Regions from separate parts of the Hordeum vulgare genome. Here region 2 is linked to region 1. A link is a contact called in public Hi-C data. All regions are on one chromosome and are shown on one strand. The core of a region is the stretch at or near the end of the contact, and the rest is flanking DNA. Distances in the headings are between cores, read along the strand shown.

Evidence for each region. A called contact is a pair of places that touch in the nucleus more often than the background predicts.
Region 2: a Hi-C map of seedling shows a contact between it and region 1, with 2.6 times the contacts expected there. The contact joins the promoter of LOC123395371 here to the promoter of LOC123396022 in region 1. A contact is called at or near these places in 2 of 6 Hi-C or Micro-C datasets (leaf and seedling).

The regions. Positions count from the first base shown.
Region 1 is chr5H:364,616,298-364,619,518 of MorexV3_pseudomolecules_assembly, reverse strand. It overlaps LOC123396022 (protein C2-DOMAIN ABA-RELATED 11), which reads right to left and starts at 1,404. Exons shown (of 4, transcript XM_045091052.1): 1 at 1,274-1,404; 2 at 996-1,176. The coding sequence starts at 1,127.
Region 2 is chr5H:365,004,168-365,007,350 of MorexV3_pseudomolecules_assembly, reverse strand. It overlaps LOC123395371 (acetyl-CoA acetyltransferase, cytosolic 1-like), which reads right to left and starts at 1,520. Exons shown (of 14, transcript XM_045090363.1): 1 at 1,408-1,520; 2 at 1,175-1,218; 3 at 179-277; 4 at 1-81. The coding sequence starts at 1,193.

The DNA.
Region 1 (3,221 bases), core at 155-2,654:
GAGGTCCACCCATAAAGAAATGCACACTTGCTTGATAGATTTCACATGCATGTACCAAACCAAATCACTAGAGTAGGTCAAAGTGAGATATTCTTGTAACATTAATAGCACTATTGAGTGGCAACCGAGAGCTCTCAGTTTTTATATATAACCGGCAGCAGCACCTAGATAAAACCATTCAATTAGCCTCATGCAAGTTGAGAACTTTTCTTGTTTGCTGACATCATTGAGTATTCAGTGTCAGGAGTTTAGGGTTTTCTCATCATAATCTCACACTCTTGCTTTTGAAGCACACTTTTTCCTAGAAAATTAGAAATGCGGGCATGTGGTCAAAACGAATGAATTTGGTAAAAGGAAAAAAACGCTTTGGAGAAAAAGGGAGAAAACAAGTGAGCATTGGCATTGATAAAGGATGAAGAAAATTCGGTCCAATCAAAGGTGGCACCCACGAAGACAGACAAACATGCGCGTGAATGTCGTCATTATCACATGATTAACAAATGCGCGAGTGGATTTGGCAACGTACGATGTCTGAAAAACCACCGAAAGTTGAATGGGCTGATAAAAAAGAAGGGGACTTAAGTCGTAAACCCCATTATTGACCATAGTACTTTTGACAAAATGTTTCACTTTAGGCGGGCAGTTGGATTTAAGAATTAATAAGATTGATAAAACGCCATATATTATGGTACAGAGGTACTACTAGACAGTGAAATTATTATGCCTAGGAAAGGCTTAACACAAGGGTGCAGGGTGAAGTAAGACATGCCGACAGAGAAGCCAACCAGAACAATGTTCAACTTCAACGTTGGACCCAAGGGAAAACACGTGCTTGGACTATCTATCTATCTATCTATCTGTAGAAGAGGTGAATCAGGCAAGGAAACATAAGGCACTACTAGAAAGAATCCATCTACTCTATCTATCTATTGTTGGGTAGGTGCTGAACCCAAGTCAAGCAACAGATAGGGCGTAGGATGCAAGAGCGGATGGACCTTGTCTGCGAGGCGGACGACGACGTAGGGGTCGCTGGAGGTGAAGTCCCTGATGGCGAGGTTGGTCCCCTGCGCCACCATCACCTTGAGCACGCCGAGCCTCGCCCCCCTCCCCTCGGCCCCGTCTTCCATCCTCTGATGGACGGATCTTGTATGTATGTAGCTCCTCCTCGCCCCCTCCCTGAATGGCAACCAAACTCAGCAGTTAGTTTCACTTTCACATGTACAAGAACCGCGGAAGGATCGGCCGATTGTTTCCGCGGAGAGAGGAAGCTTGCCTTGGTTCAAGAGTATGTATGCTGGGCTCTTGTGCGGCGGTGCTCTGCTTGTGCTTGCTGCTGCCTTGCTGGTGGAGTGGTGAGGGGAGGGGGTGGGTGATGCGTTTGTTTGTTTGCTCGTTCCTGTGGGAGAAGACGAGAAGGGGATTTATGGCAGAGCTGGCGGTGGAGCCCGCGAGCGCGAGCGAGCGGAGCTGTCCGGCGCGGAATGGACGGGCGGGGTATGATGAGTAGACTCGGTCGGTCTCCTGTCTGTATCACGATTCACGGACCGGACGTGCCTGGTGGGCGGGCGGGCTCCTCCTTGTGTTTTGTTGCCCACGCCCAGCGCCAGCCAGCGGTGCGGTCAAATCCCGGACCCAGTCAGTCGGGAACAAATGGATGGCGTCCACACGCTCTCGGCTCGGTCTTCAGGCTCATGCAGCGTTGCTAGCCCGACCAGACTGTTTTGTCTTTGTATATACCTAAACGCTTGTATATATACGTTACGTGTACTATGCCATTTGATCTAGCTCGGTCACATCATCACATGTACTTAAGGGCGACTGTGTGCGCGCAAGAAATAAGGCAGTTGGTTCGTGTAATTGCGTCCCGAGTGCCGGACATTGTAAATATGACCCCTTAAACGATCATTGCGTGCACGGTCACTGAATGGACGTGTTTCCTATTTGTTCGTCCACACAACCACACTCCTCATTTTCTTTTTCATATGTCCGATCACTTGTACATGATAGGTGCAAAAGAAGAATAAAAAAGAAAAGAATGAATAAAGAAAATAAAATGGGGTCCGGGTTGGGGTCACGTCCTATGTGGCGGTCTAACCGACGCGCCCAGGCATATAGCAACGATATGAGGGGTCCGGTTGGCTCACTTTTTTCCTTCTCTCTCGTGTCCGGTCACTCGCAGAACGCGTCCGCGGGCGTATGAGGGCTCATTTGAGGGGTCCGGTTGTCATGCTCTAAGACCATCTACAGCCGTAACTTGGAAATCCGACCCCACAAATGTTCGTGGATGCGTCGGGCATGTCCACGGACACTGACCGGTCACGTCTTAAAGAATGCATTCTACAACCGGACATCTCATATCTCCTATCTCAAACATTATTCGGCTGCTCCATCACTACTGAAATGTCATCGGACTAACAAAATTTGGCATGTACTATGGTGGACATCAGCCACGTCCGTCCTTTCCTTTTCCGAAGCCCTTGTCGTCCTACTTGTGGAAGTACCGGTCGAAGAAGCAGTAGGCATCGAGCCGGATCTTCTCGTCACTGGAGGTGTCCTCGCCGTCGCACACCTCGTCCACCTCCTTCTATGGTAGTCCGGCCATTTAACAGATTGCCCGATTATGCTTGCGTGCAAGAGCGCGCGTGTTCCTCCGCTGTCGTTTCTTCAAAATGCGGGTGCGGATGACTTCCTCCTGTGCGGCCGCCTGCACCGCTGCATGAGCCGCCTCCGCCTTCGTAATTTCCTCCACGAGACATGCCTCAACAACCCTTATCCTCTCCTTCCCACGGCGGACAGCCCGTTCCCGATGGGACTCGAAGGTCGCCGGACCGGTCGATGGATCCGCACACTGGGAACATGATGATCCCGCCCCAAAGGAACCGAGCATCCGTTCAACGGACGCTATGGAGTCACGGCGGACAGATCCTGCCATCGACCGGGCTTGTCCTCGCGGGAGCGGCAGAGTGCAATGCGAACCGCCATTGCCTCCTCCACTCCGTAGGGGATGACCCCCCAGTTGATGGATCCAGATTGGTCGGAGTCAGATCTATTGCCCTCCATGTCGAGGAGGGACGGATATGTTGGGGAGCGTTGCATGGGAAACAAAAAATTTCCTACGCACATGAAGACCTATCATGGTGATGTCCATCTACGAGAGGAGATTTCGATCTACGTATCCTTGTAGATTGCACAACAGGAAGCGTTAGGAAACGCGGTTGATG
Region 2 (3,183 bases), core at 271-2,770, 390 kb before region 1:
GCCCCAAGTTAGCACTCAAGACATTGCCAAAGAAGACCTCCTGCACAAGGGATGGATCGACATTTGCCCTTCTCAGAGCAGCTGATCACCCCAGTAATTATTTTAATATTACAATGTTATTACCAAACCAAACAAAATATACCATCTGGGATACACAGAGAGAAAGTATTGATATCACCTTCAATTGCTATAGAGCCAAGTTTCGTAGCAGGCAAGGAAGACAAACCACCAAGGAAACTACCCATAGGGGTGCGTGCAATCCCAACAACACATACATCTGTCAGTAATATAAAAGGAAAAGTTATTAATTGCAGCATACCGCAAAACCATCTAGCAGGCTCCGCTGCAATTGCTAACTACACAGAGCATGATTATACTCTGAAACTTCTGAATGCATGATTAAACAAAGAAGATCAGGGAAGCCATCTGGCGAATGCAGATTTCTCTTTATCTGATGCTCCCTCAATTTTTTTTTATTTGTACAAGTTTGCGAAAGGCCCCAAACAAAATACAAGAATCTGTTGTCTGTAATGGTGTCACGCTGGTAGAGAATCAACCGTTTCCCCTTCTATTTTCTTTTTTGCGGTTGGAATCAATTGTTTCGTGGCAAGTTTAGTTACGAGTATGGCAACTTTAGTTGTGAAGCATGGCAACTTTCTTGGATGACAAGCTTCAATTTTTTTTTGTGATTTGTTTTTATAGGATGGCAATTTCAGTTGTAAAAACATCAAGGTGGTGTTACTTGGTGCCGCACGTGTGGCACTTATCATTTGGGAAAAAACAAAAGATGACTAAGCTGATCTAGAAGAGGAAAAGGAAAGTAGCCTATAGTCAATGATGGGCATTATCACCGTGGTGATGTTGCTAAGCCTATCAGCTATGTTATATACTGGCAAACGCACAGCATAATTAAAATATGCCAAGGATCGAGAAAGAAAACAAAAACCAATATGACTGGCAGGTATATATAAATAAAAATTGGAACAAAAGACTGCCAATTGGTGCCTATCGACACGTTAGATCAATGTTTAGCTGAACCGAGCCAGACCCACAATCCTTTCGGTGCAGATCGCTTCTGTAGTAGTAGTTACAGAAAAACTGAGTCTGAACTCTGAAATATACTAACAGCGAGCAGCTGATTGCCTTCTAAAAAGCTGGTACTATGAAACAATACCTCTGGGGTCCGAACCCATGGCCGCTCCAAAGTCCAGCTCCGACCTGCAAAATCAGAACAAGCAACCCGACGTCAGCCACCTCAGACGCAACGCAAGCGCGCCACGGAATCGAGCGAAGAGCCGTCGCATCGCACGCGATTCCTCGACGACGGGGGTGAATGGGGGGGGAGGACTCAATTCGATTCGACTCTGCAGGTGACAAAGGAGGTAGGGTGGGGAAGAGAGAGCGTGCCTCGATCTGGCGGCGGCGGAGTGCACGAGGAGGGGGCCTGGAGGAGTCGAGATCGGGGAGAGGGACAAGACAGACACTGAAACAGAGAACGGAGGTGGACTGGAGTAATCGACTGTCCGCTTCCGCTGTTATATAGGGCTCCTCGGGCCGTTGTTTAGATGGCATCTCGACCATCCGCGGTCCACATCGCCATGGCTGTAAAGGAATGAATGAAGGAAGAGGGGCTGATTTGGTTACAAGTTTTATTATGGCGGTTGAATAAAAAAGAAGAGTCGTAATTAAACGACGGAATAAGGTAACCTCCTAATTCGTGTGCGAATAAAGATTGAATAAGGTAAGCTCCTAATTCGTGTACGAGTAAGATTGAATAAGGTAAGGGGGCTGCTATCAATTCACCGGTGGATATTTACTAAAAATCCATCACCTCCACAGCGGTTCGATCTCGCCCATAGCCGTCCGATCCGCTCCTGATTTAATTCCTGAAATGATGATCGAGTTGCAGAAACAATCGCTTTGTTGCAAAAAATAAACTTTGGATCCATTAAATCCCGAAACAACGGTCGAGTTTCAGAAACAATTGCTTTGTTGCAGAATTTTTTTCCCTTCGTTTTTTGCAACATCGATACTGGTGCGGAAGATATTTTTTGCAACAAAGGTCATGTTGTAAAAAACTTTTGCAACATAGGTTAGGTTGCATAATATTTTTTCTTCGTCATAGATATTGTTGTGTCTTATTCCTGCAACAAGACATTCGTGCAAAAAAAACTTGCAACACAGATGATGTTGCAGAAAAAATTTCTTCCTCGCGGCCGGCGTCGGGTCGACGTCTTCTCGCTCGCCTTCCACGTGGGCCAGCTCGCGCAACCCGACCTCAAGCGCTGCCTCGACTACGCCGCCGGCTGCAGCGTCGAGGACCTGCAACTCCGCCACACCGGCGAGCTCAGCAACATCCTCGTGCGACAGACGCTATTCCCTCCCCGCGTCGTCGACGAGGACCTGCAACATCGACCGGAAAAGACAAGCTGCATAAATGGTGAAGGCCGATGCAGGTGATCGAGGTTGTCGCTGGTCGTACAGGAACCGCTGGGCGCTACCATCCTCAACGAGGGTCATGGCGAACACTTGAGTAGGAGATGAAGGAGTTGGGGATCTGGCTCCGTTTGGTATGCGAAGAAGACGAGTCAATGTCGTGAGGATAAGGGCGATGCGTGGTCTTGGGTGGACACATGGCACTCGTCTAACGCGGTTGATTGGCTAGAAAACCAGCCGGATGATTTTAAGTGTTTTCCATAAGGTAAGCTCCTAATTCGTGTACGAATAAGATTTTCCTGATTTTCTGAGATTTTCTCATAACTTAACAAATTTAGGGGGTCAGTCGGCTGTTCTTTTTAAAAGATCGGCCGGTTTGTGAGCCGTTAGATTTGGATATATCGAGCGGCTGACTGACACGTTTGACTATTGCAACAGAGATATTATTAAGGAAAACGTTTAAAATTAACCGGTTGATCCAACAGCTTCGTAAACCCCCTCTCTCGATCGACGCGTGTCCCACATGTGCTCGGTCGCGCGCACGCCGTCTACCAACCGCTCAAACCTTATCTCTTTCTTTCTTTCCCTTCGTCATTACCTATGTATCTGCATCGCTCTTCTTCCTCTATCTCAGAACTGGTAGCAAGCCAACCATCCATCTGTGTGTATGGAGACGTCGGAGGCGATGCCTGACTGCGCCTTACTGCAAGTTCTCACCGCCCAGCCGCGGCTTGCTTCAAGCTCTTG